2 separate regions of the Mus musculus genome follow, and region 2 is linked to region 1. A link is a contact called in public Hi-C data. All regions are on one chromosome and are shown on one strand. Each heading gives the region's core, a stretch centred on a gene start, on an enhancer-like site or on the middle of the called end of the contact. The rest is flanking DNA. Distances are from core to core; before and after follow the strand shown.

The links. Hi-C and Micro-C count contacts between places; a contact is called where the count stands out from the background.
Region 2: a Hi-C map of the N1E-115 cell line shows a contact between it and region 1, with 21 times the contacts expected there. The contact joins two enhancer-like sites. A contact is called at or near these places in 2 of 39 promoter capture datasets (the C10 cell line and embryonic stem cells), 6 of 15 datasets of contacts at CTCF or cohesin (CD8 T cells, the NIH/3T3 cell line, embryonic stem cells and 3 more), 143 of 484 Hi-C or Micro-C datasets (3T3-L1-derived adipocytes, the 63-12 cell line, the AML12 cell line and 74 more), 11 of 115 datasets of contacts at active chromatin or transcription factors (astrocytes, bone marrow-derived dendritic cells, bone marrow-derived macrophages and 4 more) and 4 of 9 other capture datasets (adipose tissue, embryonic stem cells, liver and 1 more).

What each region holds. Positions count from the first base shown.
Region 1 is chr2:79,369,218-79,375,635 of GRCm38.p6, forward strand. All of the region lies in intron 2 of Cerkl (ceramide kinase-like), which reads right to left. Among named protein-coding and RNA genes, the nearest start is that of Gm22606, 24 kb to the left of the region's middle. Within about 2 kb of position 3,369, at least 40 of the 459 cell types and tissues checked have an H3K27ac peak or open chromatin away from gene starts, as enhancers often do. A contact at or near this core is called in the AtT-20 cell line, the N1E-115 cell line, cerebellum and 1 more, where this site is marked.
Region 2 is chr2:79,765,623-79,772,040 of GRCm38.p6, forward strand. The region is part of intron 4 of Ppp1r1c (protein phosphatase 1, regulatory inhibitor subunit 1C); the gene reads left to right. Among named protein-coding and RNA genes, the nearest start is that of Ppp1r1c, 61 kb to the left of the region's middle. Within about 2 kb of position 3,014, at least 9 of the 459 cell types and tissues checked have an H3K27ac peak or open chromatin away from gene starts, as enhancers often do. A contact at or near this core is called in the AtT-20 cell line, the N1E-115 cell line, cerebellum and 1 more, where this site is marked.

The sequences.
Region 1 (6,418 bases), core at 2,119-4,618:
TCCAGGGACAGAATTGAGCAAGCAGGGAGGGGTTACTGTTTTCAACCAGCGCAGTGCATGCTGGTAGCTAACACAGGGCTTTAGGTCAGAGTTCAAATCCCAGGAGAGAGCAGGGGCGAAAGTGCTTCTCCCTTGGGGATTGGGAAAGCACCCACCTCTCAGAGGCAATCGGTCACTGTGCTGCCTCACAGTTGGGACTGAGATTTGATATTGCAATTTTCTGGGCTCTGCAAGACGCTTAGCACTGAGAACCCACTTGGAGCAGGTGCAGAGCAAATTGTCTGTTGTTAGGAAAGGGCAGGAGCCAAACGGAAGCTGACAACCATTTCTTTTGTAGTAAGCTGCTTTCGGAAGACAGCATTTTAAGGTTACAAAAGCAGTTAACATTCGTTTTGAATAAAATCATCACTAAAGATAAATGAAAGTAAATGTCCATTTATATCCAACTGTGTTTTATACTATACTTAGAATATTTTTCTCTTTCATTATATTTGAAGTAATAGACTTTTTTAAGTCCTACATACTGTTTTGAAATCAGGGAGGGCATGGGATGAGGAACAGAAGAGCCGTGTTGAAGTGTTTGGACATTCTCAGGAAGGCCTCAGGGTCTGTTTTGTAAGGAGCTTCATCGGTCTCCTGGTCACACATGCTGACACTCCCCCACCCCCAACCCCGCCGCCCCCCTTCCATGCCCCATGCCTCGCTTTTTTCAGCTCTTCTATTTGGATGAGCACTGAGAATCCTACATTGCAAGTGCTAGCTCCTGGGCCTTGTGTATCACTCACCACTAACCCACTCTGGTACAGGGAGGGCCCCATGTCTGTGCCAGTATGCTTTCCCAGATTTGCATAGCTCCAGCGTAGCTACTCCGGTCAGTGCTTCACTGTTCCAAAGCTGCCCTGGCCTCTCTGCTGTGGACACTACTGCCCAGGCCCCTTAAAGTGGCCATCAGAGAATGCAAATGTGTCCTGAAGCCAGTTCATCGCCTTCTCTTACATCAACCTTCAAGAGACTTATGGGAGGTTTGTTTTCTAACCTGGCCAGAGAAGATGGTGATGGTAGGAAGCAACAGCACAAGGGCATCTAGACTCAAAGCAGAGGCATGAAACACTATGGGAGTTTGTGGGGGTGGAACTGGACGGGACGGGAGTTTGTAGGGTGGGAGTGTATGGGGGTGGGAGTGTATGGGGGTGTCCTGGGGTATATTGGGGGTGTTTGAGGCAGTGCTACTTCTTAGGGTTCTGGAAAAGCCTTCTTGAAGAAAGTAGTATTTGCGTGAGGCTTCCTTCTCAACACAGAATGCCTTCTTCATTACTCTCCAATTAACAGTCGGACAGGGCTGGAACTTCTAGGTGCTGCCAGCGTAAGCGAGCACACAGAGCCAGGTCAACACCCGCGTTTCCTGAGCAATTTCAACTCCCTTTTGATAACTCCGGCCATTGTACTGCATCAGATGCAGAAGCTGCTGCCGGACCTTCTCCGTTCAGTTTTCTGTTTCTGTTTCAAACATGCTTCTAAAAAAAATTAAAATCCTACCAGTTTTTTTTTTTTCAAGGCTGCCGCCAAACCCCACTTCCTCCCAGGAGTCTGTCTTCATCCGTCCCCGGAGTCTGCCGGGTTCACTGCTCTGCACCATTTTACTCCAACCTCTTCTCTTCCGGTAACTTGTTTTTGTACCCTTTATACAATAGTCTCTGATTGGACGCCTTGGGGCTTCCACTAGCCAACCACAGTTCAATTAAAAATGGGAGGCTTGACAGTACTACATTACACTGTGCTGGGCTTGTTTAAGCATTCGGTTTGACAGGTTACATGGACACTAAGCAAATAACAAAACAAAAAAATAGTTGCATGAAACATTCCAAAGTTAGAAAACTCTTACTTTCAGAAATTAGAAAAATTGATTCAGGCAAGCAATAACGGATCCCTGATTTATCGGATGACAATTAGGCTATTTACATAATCCTAAACTTCACCCTTTACAAGCTACTGAAGCAGCTTTGTAAAGTTGTGAGATGTGAGATTCTGCATCTGATGAGAATACTGTTGCTGTCTCTTAACCAGGAACTGAGCAGGCAAATGTCTCCTTTGCTTTCACTAAACCAGGCCAGAGCCAGGAGCTGGCTTCAAGCTTCAGGTACCAAGAGTCAGAAGTAAATCCATCCTTGTCCATACACGTGTAGAGATCTACATTAGCCGGAAGGTCTTTTCGTTTGTAAACAGACAGTATCCATGCAGTTGGCGTTATAAAAACTGAATTTAATTTCTCCATTTTCTATGGTCCTAGTTTCGTCACCAACACCTCCATGCCTGCTGTGTATCAGGCAGAAGCAGGGGATCTGAGGTTCCATGAGTGAAGCCCTTGTCCTTACAAAGATGGCATCCTAATGGATGGACACAGAAACGAATTCAGATTTGGCCAGAAGGCATTCTACAGACAAAATTACAGCAAAGAAGAGGGAGAAGGTGACTCCCTGGTAGGAAAAGTCAGGTCTTCCAGAACTTTCCAGTTATTTCTAGGGACTTTGTTTTTTTTTTTTTTTTTTTTTTTTTGCTGCTTAGAAAGAGATACATGGTAAATTTTGAGCAAAGCAGTAATAAAACCTCTGGTTTTTAAGTAGGCTCACTCTGGCCTCGGTGTAGAGGCTGGAGTTCTTAGCAGAGCCACAGGAAGGCAAAATTAGTGCTGCTGGCTAAGGTTCTGAGTAGAATAAGATTGTTCTTGCATCAGTGTGGGTGCCATAGATGGTAACATTAGATTTTGCACCTATTTTAAAAGTGAAACTGAAACAGAGAGAAACAATGTGGCCACCAGTTCTTATACACAGTTTATCTCTCTGCTTCTCCCATATCTATCCACCTTTGGGCACTTTTCCCCTTTGGTGTCATATCTAAAGTGTCAGAACTTCTTCCACTTTAAAAATATATGAAAAATCTAATGTTAACGTATATGGCACCTACACTGATCAGGGCCCAGTTGGACTATACAAAGAGGTCTGGATCAGCTAGGGCTGTATAGTGGGACCTTGTCAAAAACAACAGCAGTCACAGGAAATTTATTATGGGAGAGTGTGGATAAAGTAAAAGACTCAAAAGACTTTGATGGATTTGACACAGATACTAAGAGAACATGTGTGAAAATAACAAATTGCACCCCAGCAGAGTATAACAGAATAAGTGCCAATAGCAGCTTTAGTCCTTAAGGGGAAAACAACAACAACAACCACACCCCCGGCACTTATACAAGGCAGTGCGAACTGGAGGCCTGAAGAATTGGAGTCAGAGCTGAGAGCTTTTAAGGGTGAGAGGAGAGAGGAGGAAAGAAGATAGCAGCAGCTCCAGGAATGAATGGTTCATAGAGGTGGTCACCCTGTTAGAGGACTGCAGGGGGAGCTGTAGGCCCTCAGGAGAGCTGGGTCACTCGTAAGGCAGGAGTGAGTCCAAATATCCTGTGTGTGTATGTGTGTGTGTGTGTGTGTGTGTGTGTGTGTGTGTGTGTGTGTGTGTGTGTGTGTGATAGGCAAGTGAAAGTGTAGACGTTGCTGATGGTGGGCCATTCTTCCCAGAGGACAGAGTGAGGGTGTCTGGAGCTGTAGGAAGCAGGAACCAGTGCTGGGTTAGTCCTTCAGATCATGGGAGGATGAGGTCAGTAAGGAAGAGTCTTTCTTCTTTGGTGCTGGGCTAGAAGTCACACTGTTTCTAGTTCTGGCTAGAAGGTCTGCTCCTAACGAGTCTGGATGTGAGAACGTCTCTCTTCAGCCTCTGGCAACACTAGCTGAGGAGCAACATTGCCCAAGGCTAGAGCTCTCCACAGACCATCCTGGTCAGCTGATTATGCTGTCCAAACCTGAAGCCAGATCCCTGGGAGGCCTTACGGCAATGCTTTCCTTTGCCCCAAAGGGCTTCGGTGGAAATGTGAGTTTGAGAAGCTTCTATAAACAGAGTAAAAAGGTAAACAAGGGACAGAACCTAAAATCTTCATCTGCTTTTTCCAGGACATCTAGCTCCCCTCCTGGGAGGCAAACACTGAGAAGGCTCTGGGAATCCTTCCATAGGCACACACAAGCAGTCTGCCTATGCACTCTAAGTCTTTATATGTCATATTTGTTTCTGGTCAGGGTTTTTAAAGATGATTTCGGGGCTAGTGAGATGGCTCAGGACTTAAAGCTCCCACCTCCAAGTTGGATGACCTGGGTTGGATTCTCTTTGACAAAGGATATGCGATTACGATGTCTATTTCATTCTAGTTTCAATTTAGTAAACATTTAGTGAGAAAGGTTGGACTATGAAAATATTTAAAAAGTTGCTTCCATTTTTCTGCAAGCTTGTACATCACGCCATATTTGTCAAGTGAGTTCTGTGTTTCCCTGGTTGTTTTCATCATAACAGTAGTTTGGCCTGGAGCAAAATCATGATTGCTTGTTGTATAGTGAGAAATACATTCCACAGTCTCTTTGCCCTTGCATTTTTATTTATGACATTTCCTTCATGCTGAGGTTTCTCAGTACTTACCACTGAGTTTCTCTCACATTTATTCTCTGATCTCTGAGTCTTATGTCATATTTAAAAGTCCTTTGGGACTTTAAACACCTCTATTTCTCTTTTAATACTTTTATGGTCTCAACTGCATATTCTTAAAAATTCTATCTGAAATTTATTCTGGTAGAAAAAATAAAAGGAAAAGTTGACTTTATATTTTCTCCACTTGGCAGTCCACCTGACCCAGCATCACTCATTAACTGATCAGCCTTTTCCCATGGATTCTGTTTGTTTCCATGATTAATAGCTTGGATTTTCCCATGTTCTATCCTAGGGTTTGTTCTCAGGACCCCATGTAGCTTGCCTGGGAGATACAAACCCACCCCCATTTCCCAGAGTTCAATGCTACCCTCAGATGCACAAAAATCCTGAAGGTGTAGCTCCTCCGGTGTGTGGCTGAAGGGCTGTTCATTTAGTCACTGTAGCACTTTGTTGTGGTCGTTGATGATGTTTGGGATGCTGGAAATTGAACCCAAGGCTTTGCACGTGCTAAATACTTGCTTGAGCCATACCCCACATGATCATTAAAATCAATTTATCTAGCATCATAAACCCTTCTGGTATCTTATAGGATTACGTTAAAATAGGTTTACCTTAAAGAATTTTATGATGTTCAATTTCTTTTACACAAAAAACATATATTTCTTCATAATTAATCCTTCTATATCCCTCAGTACCATGTTAACTATTTTCAGGTAAATGCTGAACAGCTGTACTCTTTCACCTTTTCTGTTGTTGCTGTCAAGATAATTCCCTCCATCCTGCTCCTTACTTTATATCAGTTGCAGAAATCAAAACTATTGATTTCTGCACATAAAGTATCTCTAATTCTCCCACTTTTCATCATAGGGTTTCCCGGTAGCCTCTTAGATGGTCTGGGTTAGCAATTATTTTTATCAGTAATAATGATCATTTTACATGCCCTCTTACCAACTGTTAGAAAATTTCACTTGCTCGGGATTCTATCTGCTATGGTTGGTCCTACCTGTCTAGGCCCTATCTAGCCTTACTGATAAAAGGCAATCCTGTCCCCACAGAGGCTGTTATGTCAGACACATATTAGCATGTTGCTAACGCATCCATGTCTTATGATTGTGAGCATTCAGACACAAGGCTGAGGCCAGGCTTCCTCGGACTTGTATTGCCATGCTGACATCAACTCCATGAACACACCATGAATAGAATCAGTGTTTTGCCTCTCTCTTCCTAGGCAAAAGTATTTCCTCTGACAATCAGGAATATGTCAGGAATATCCTTTCCAGTGTAGCAACTCATTTCTTAAGTCACATATTGGTTCACATACTGACATCTGATTTAGTAAGGTGGCCTACTGGCTTTAAATGTCTGATCAGATTGAATAGTTCTCATGTACCCATGGGACAGTATACTTATGATAAAACTTCTAAATCACCACTATCCAAAGTCATACAGAGGCAGGAAGCAGATATCACTGGGTATGAACACGAGAGGCCATGCTCTGAGTTACATCCCTTGACCTACAGAACACAGACAGCTGGGAACTCTGTTCAACAAACAACAAACATTTTTTCTGTCTAGAATACAGTGTGGTACAACAGGTACAAGATAAAGCTATTGGATCCATTGTTAGCCAAACCCCATCACTGCTTTTGATATCAAAGAGCCCCTTGCATTGTAAAGGATTCAAGTGTATTTAGCTGAGCCTTCAGGAGGTCTGCAAAGAGTGGTGTGAGATGGGAATACAAACCTACATCTAGATTCTGCCTCGATAAACACCGATTTTATACAAGTGTGGAGGGGATGCAATGTAATCCACACAATCAGCATGCTACCCAGTGATTGGCAAGTTCCTCTGGGACAAGGTACCACATGCAGGACTCAAGGCTGCTGCTGTGTTCCC
Region 2 (6,418 bases), core at 1,764-4,263, 400 kb after region 1:
AGATGAATTTCTATTTTTAGTTTGGGTGGCCAAATCAAAACCAGTATGTTCAGATCTTTCTCAGATACACAAATGGTTTGTATTTAATTGGGTAAATCTTCGTACCACATTTTTAAAATCACATCTGAGACTCTGCTTTGAGCTCTGCATTCAAGTGCTATGGATGGGAAGGCGAGAAAGATAAATCCCAGCCACGCAGAAGGCTGTGTGCAGAAGCAAGCCACAGTTAAACTGTGTACAGCATGACAAGTCGAGATTTATGCAAACTTCCGGGAGGTGACGGGGACAGATTCGAGTATGACCCAGTGGGCAGGAAGTAAGGCCACTATGGAGTCCCAGACTCTCAGTCATATTTACAAATGCCTTGAAAGTAAAACAGAGGTGGCCATTGAAAATTGGAGCCCATTGTTTTTTATGGAAACATGGGAAGCATTTATGGTTACATTGTCTCAGGCACAGTTAAATCCTGCATAACTTGTCATTGGAATCAAAAGAACAAGTCTTGGCTCTGGTGTTTCAAAGTATTGGTTGTGGCCACTCATCTTGATATATCTGTATAACAGAAGAGCAGTAGCTAAAGACAGAGAACAGAGACAAGAATTAATGGATGTAGCCATCTTTGTGCCTGCCCAGCTATTCTTGATACTAGGAAATGTATAAGTAGTTTCCACTAACAGGCTTATATATACCTCACCATTTTGCAAACGGAGAAATCTTTATGCATTAGAACCCTTTAGGAAAGTTCCAGTTCATATCTGCCTTTCTTCCTAACACTACTTTTTTTTTTTTTACTAGAGCCATTTCCAGCTCAAGTCACACACTAAAAACATACATTATATATTGTAGAACAGTTTTAGAGTCACAGAAAAACTGGGCAGCAAGCAGGTATCATTTCCAGGCACTGTATACCTGTTAATCTCTGCAGTCTATGCTTTATGTATAACATTTCTTGTTATACTCTGTAAACCAGTGTAGATGTTTGCTTTGTACGCATCTTGGGTTGTTTAATGCTCTGGTTCTATTCCTGAAAGTTATTCAACAATTAGGTTACATACAGACCATATTATGTGCAATTATGTGGGGAGCGGGTGTGGCGGCAGTCCCAAAGGCGCCAGGGACTGCAGCTAAGTCATATGACTTGCACCTGACTTCCTCATATAAGACACAAACATCTTGAGTGCTGCGCAGGTGTACCAGGATACAGGTGAATCCAATTTGGTGGAGATTTGCCCCGGCTGCCCTGATTAGCTGAAGCCTCGTGACTGGCGAGGGGGCATGGCCTGCGGTTCGTGGATGAGAGAGAGTATAAAAGGAGTGAGAGGCCCAGGGTTCGGGGGAGATATAAACAGGGGAGATATAAACAAGAGAGATATAAACAAGGGAGATATATGGAGAAAGAAGAAACAGGACTGAATAAATGTGTGCAGAAGGATCCTGTAGCAGCGTCGTTCTTCCTGGCCAGTTGAGCGCGCGCAACACAATTATTATCTCTCTGTAGTTTTTCTTGACTGTGACTTGACAGGTTCTCAGGCTTTTCTTGGTTAGATGACCTTGAAACTTTTTAAAATATTGGTTAACTATTTTTCTAGGTTAACTCCTTATTGGATTTCCCTGGGGAATCTTCTTATTGTTACACTGAGGTAATGGGTGTTGGGAAGAAACCTCATCGAGATAAAGAAACATTGTCATTACCCGATGTCAAGGACACATAGTATCAGCATAGCTCAGCACCTGGCTGAGTCCGGACTCTTAGGATTTAGTTTTTCCCATTTTCAAATTCATCCTGATTGCACCAATAAATAGCCAAAGATCCTTATAATTTAATGGGATTTCAAAATTCATTTAAATTTTATGTGTGTGAGTGCTTTGCACGACAGTGAGTGCATGCATGCAGTATCCTCAGAAGCCAGAAGAGGACACTGGATCTCCGGAACTAGAGTTCCAAGTGTTAAAGTACTGCCATGTGGGTTCTGCGAATGGAACCTTGCTCCTCTGAGCCATCTCTCTAACCCTCTTAATGGGAATCTTTTTTCATATGATCTTTTCATTCTGGTTTCTGCAAATTACTTCGTTTCTTTTAAAGGATGACCTTTGTGTTTATATTAAAATATAAATTTATTTTTAAAACGCAATTGTAATATAAATCTTGCTGTGATAACCATGTTCTCCTCAAACTATGTTTCCAGCTAACCTTGTCTCTCCCCAGGGCAAGTCCTCATCAACTCCCTAGACTGCTGACCACACAGATCTCAGTCCTGTTTAATTCCTCCAGTTATTTCAGAGTAAGGCCCTGGAGTAGACTTTGGTGGGCCCCTTACCTGACTGCCTCTTCAACTGCAACTAATTTCTTTCCTTCCCCTTTCTTCTTCCCACCCCCACTGCAGCAATGCAGAGCTTCGCTTGATTCTTTGGAAATATACACAGCTATTGTTTGACTGTTATGTCTCCGGGCTTTGTCTATAGCCTCATTCTTGTAGAAGGTTTTTCCCCCTTGGTCTGATTCTAAGTCCTTTGAACTATGCCTGGTTAAGATGGTGAGGAATTCCACAGAGGCCTCTGTGTGGTATCTGTAATTCGCATGAGCTAGATGTAGTCTCATCAGGACAGGACCTATGTCAGGTGTGTTCTCTTTCATCTTCCATTCATATTGCAACTGCTTGTGATAAATGCTGAATCAGTGGGTTTGTAATCCAGATTTAAAAATTATAGTAACAGCTTAATTTTGCCCACATTGAAAAAAAAAAACTTTTTTTCTTTCTTTCTTTTTTTTTTTTTTTTTTGCATGTGTTTTATTCATTGACTCAATTACTACCTGACTCAATTACTACCGCATGCTGCAGGCATTTATAAAATGACTTCTGTCTGCCAGGTCACAGATTAGACGCTGGAGCTGAGATGTGCCAAGCGTCATCTCTGTCAACAGAGAAAATGTCAGATGAGAAAGTGAGCCGTGTGGAAGCTAATTATTGGCTGCCTGAGATGTATTTGGATAGCAGCAATTGAAGGCGGAGGAGGAAGTAGCCACCTCTGCCTACAAAGTCCAGGAGAGGCTCCACAGGAGAAAGAGACTTCTGTGCCAGAGGTGGGGCAAGCAAGCTCTTAGGAGAGAGGAGTGGGGGGGGGGGATACCAGGTGGATGATTTGTCAGAACTGGACAGGCAGACTGTGAAGGGCCATCTGTGTTCCAAACACTGTGAGCTGCTGAGGATCTCCTGAGGCCTCTACTCAGGTCTGGGCTGTGTTCAGAGACAGCAGCACATTCTATTAACAATTGTTTACTTAGGATAGGAAATAATGGGTTTCGCTGTAGCATTTTAAACTTGTATACTTTGCTCACATTCCCTACCTTGGCTCCTTCCATTTTTTTTCTGCCCTTGTGAAGATAGCTAGATAATGCATAGGTAGGTAGACAGATTCCATATGGAAGAGAAACTTGTAACATTTGTCAATGTCCTTTCATTTCCTTGTTCCTTCCTCCTATTCCCTTTAGGCCCTGGCTCCGTCCTCCAGCCACATAGCTCCATCTGTGCTTTTATGTTACACACACACACACACACACACACCACCCTATATAGATTCCAAACATGAGAGAAATAACACACTTACAGATAACATGTTCTGTTTCCACCTTCATCATCACCATCATCGCTGAGACAAGGTCTCTTACTAAAACTGAAGCTCATTGAGTTGGCTAGGCGTCCTGGCTAATGAGTTGCAGAGATCTTCCTGTCTATCCTTCCCTAGTGCTGGGATTACAGGAGTACAAAGCTCTCCCTGGGCATTTTATATGTGTGCTGAATTTAGGACCACGTGTTTGCATACCTTGATAGGCTAAGTCATCTCCCCACCTCTTGATTTGACTTTTAAATCTGTTGTGTTACATAGTCTTGAAAATATGGGGCTTTTGGAAAAAGGACATATATATTATATACACTGTTGCTTTTTCCGTGAGACTACTTTCGATGATTATATTTGCCTCAGCTCATCTGCCTGTCCTTAATACTGCTGTTTATGGAAAGATGGCAAACTACTAGAGCCAACCTGGGTTTTGTTTCCTAAATAATGGCTGTGACTTGTGAGAAGTTTAACTACTCATCATGTTATCTTTCAAATAAATTAATGGAAATCCAAGTCAAAATCTGTTATGATATAAAATCTTCATAATAATGAGGGATTGGTTCTTAGTGGGGCAAGTTTAGGATAGGATTACATTCCTTGGAAACACGTGCTGCTCTATAAAACCCGTCTAAACATGTTCCCTCTTAAAACCATAATATTCTCGTCTGAACTTCAAAATCCAGGCTGATCTGAAAGATAATTTTATGGCCAGTGCTGTTAATTTCTTTCTCAGTGACTCTCTTGACTAGAAAGTACGGAGGGCTCTGAGAGCGTGGAATGAATGGTTGCCGTCCTTTTCTTTCTGGATGTAAACCTGTTTCTCAGCCCTCATTCAGTTCTTGAAAGATTATTGGTCTTTACATCCCAAATGTGGTAAGACTGACTGAGCCATTTGTTGTGAAGGGAACAGAAAATGACATCAGTGGGCATCAATATTGCTGTCAATCAAGACAAACAAATCTATTACACTTGAATGCTGCATAGTCCTGGGTGAACGACCAGTGGAAAGCAAGATGCTTCAAATTGTGAGGAAAGCATACAATTGTGATTCTTCCACTAAGAAATAAAATAGCAAGTACTGCAATGTCCAAAGGTTACAGTTGCAGGGAAAATAGTAGGTCACAACACACACACACACACACACACACAATGTAATTGTAAGCATCAAACTTACAATCTGGATTCTACATTGAGCCCCATGTTCTCTAATTAGCAGTAGGGGCTGCACTGTACTAGTTTGCCCTTGGCAGGTAAACCAAGCCTGCCTTTGTACTCCACTCTGGAGTGGCATTGTTCCACCTCATTGCAAAAATCAAGCTTCAATGGTTTCATTGACTTTCAACAAAATATTCCACCGAGATAACAACTCAAAGACAATTAGGCTTTCTATGTAGCAGGAGCCAGAATGTTACAGAGGTCTTTGAGAGCGTGAAATGGTTGTTGTCGTTTTCTTTCTGGGAGTAAAGCTCCTTCTCGGCCCTCATGTACAATTTTTGAAAGATTATTGGTTCTCCCAGACCCTGGCAGTTTAGGGGACAAAGAACAGGACATGAGCAGGGCAGCTGTGAGAGTCGGGGTCTGGTGAGGAAAACCTGGCCAGACTTGCAGAAGCATCCACAATATTTACTATTTACTATATATTTTTAAAGCAAGATATTTGAAATTTCTCTCTCCCTTTCCCCCTCCCCCTCCTCCTTCCCCTCTCTCCTTTCTTCCCTCCCTCTCTCTTCTCTTCTCTTCTCTTCTCTTCTCTTCTCTTTCTTTTTTTTTTTCTTTTGCAGATTTTAAAATGCAATGTGTGGCCCAACTTCCTATAAAAGACAGTTCCAAGGTCCTTGCATTCCTTTTATTAAATGAGATTTTTATTTTCTTTGTGTGTGTGTGCATGTGCAGTGTGTGTGCTTCCCCTCATAGATACTGGGAGCTAAACTGTGGCCCCCTAGAAAAGCAAGACATACTTTGAACTTCCCAGTCATCTTCCAGCCCCTCCTTGAGTTCTGCCTTTCCGGAAGCTTCACAACCCTCTCTTGATCTTCTACAGCAGACACTGGGTTAAGATGTGAAATGAAAGCAAAAGCCACCTACAGTTCTGTTCATACCCTGGTATTCTAAACAGGTTGGGGACATCAGGAACATGGTAAAATCTCACCAAATCTTCCTGCATTTTTCTTTACTTCCTTCACACAGAAGTTTTCCTTAAACACTCTGAAGTTTAAAGGAAGGAGTGGATACATCAAGATCCTTACAAAGAAGTTCATCTGGTTTGCACTGTCAAGGGATTAGTCTTGAAGCCATAGATGGCTTTTCATTGAGAGTGGGGGGATCTTCAGCCAAGTTAAACCACTATTATTGCCACACACAACCACATTGCTAGGTTTTCTTATGAGGTACTCTAGAACGTAGTTAGTATAGCAACAATAACTGCTCTGTGCCATCACATCTGGGGAAAGTATGTCGCCCAGCTTTAAATTCTTGTTACCTATTAGGCCTGTGAAACACCACAGTCTGGGCACCCTGCTTCAAATATGCAAGAGGTTTTCCTTTGAGGCTCATTTAGTGACAAAGAAATTCTGGGTTTTGTCTCAGTTTCTAGCAGTTCTTAGAAAAATAAACATATTTCATGTCTTGAACATTACAACAGGATAGTGGTTACATTTTATTAAAATAGCATTTTTGAATAGACAACAACAACAACAAAATACCCAGCCACAATGTTTTGTAATTTAATTTAAAACATACTTCATTTTTAGATGAATTTAGGTTTCTAATTTATATTATTTGTTATATTGCTATTTGACTT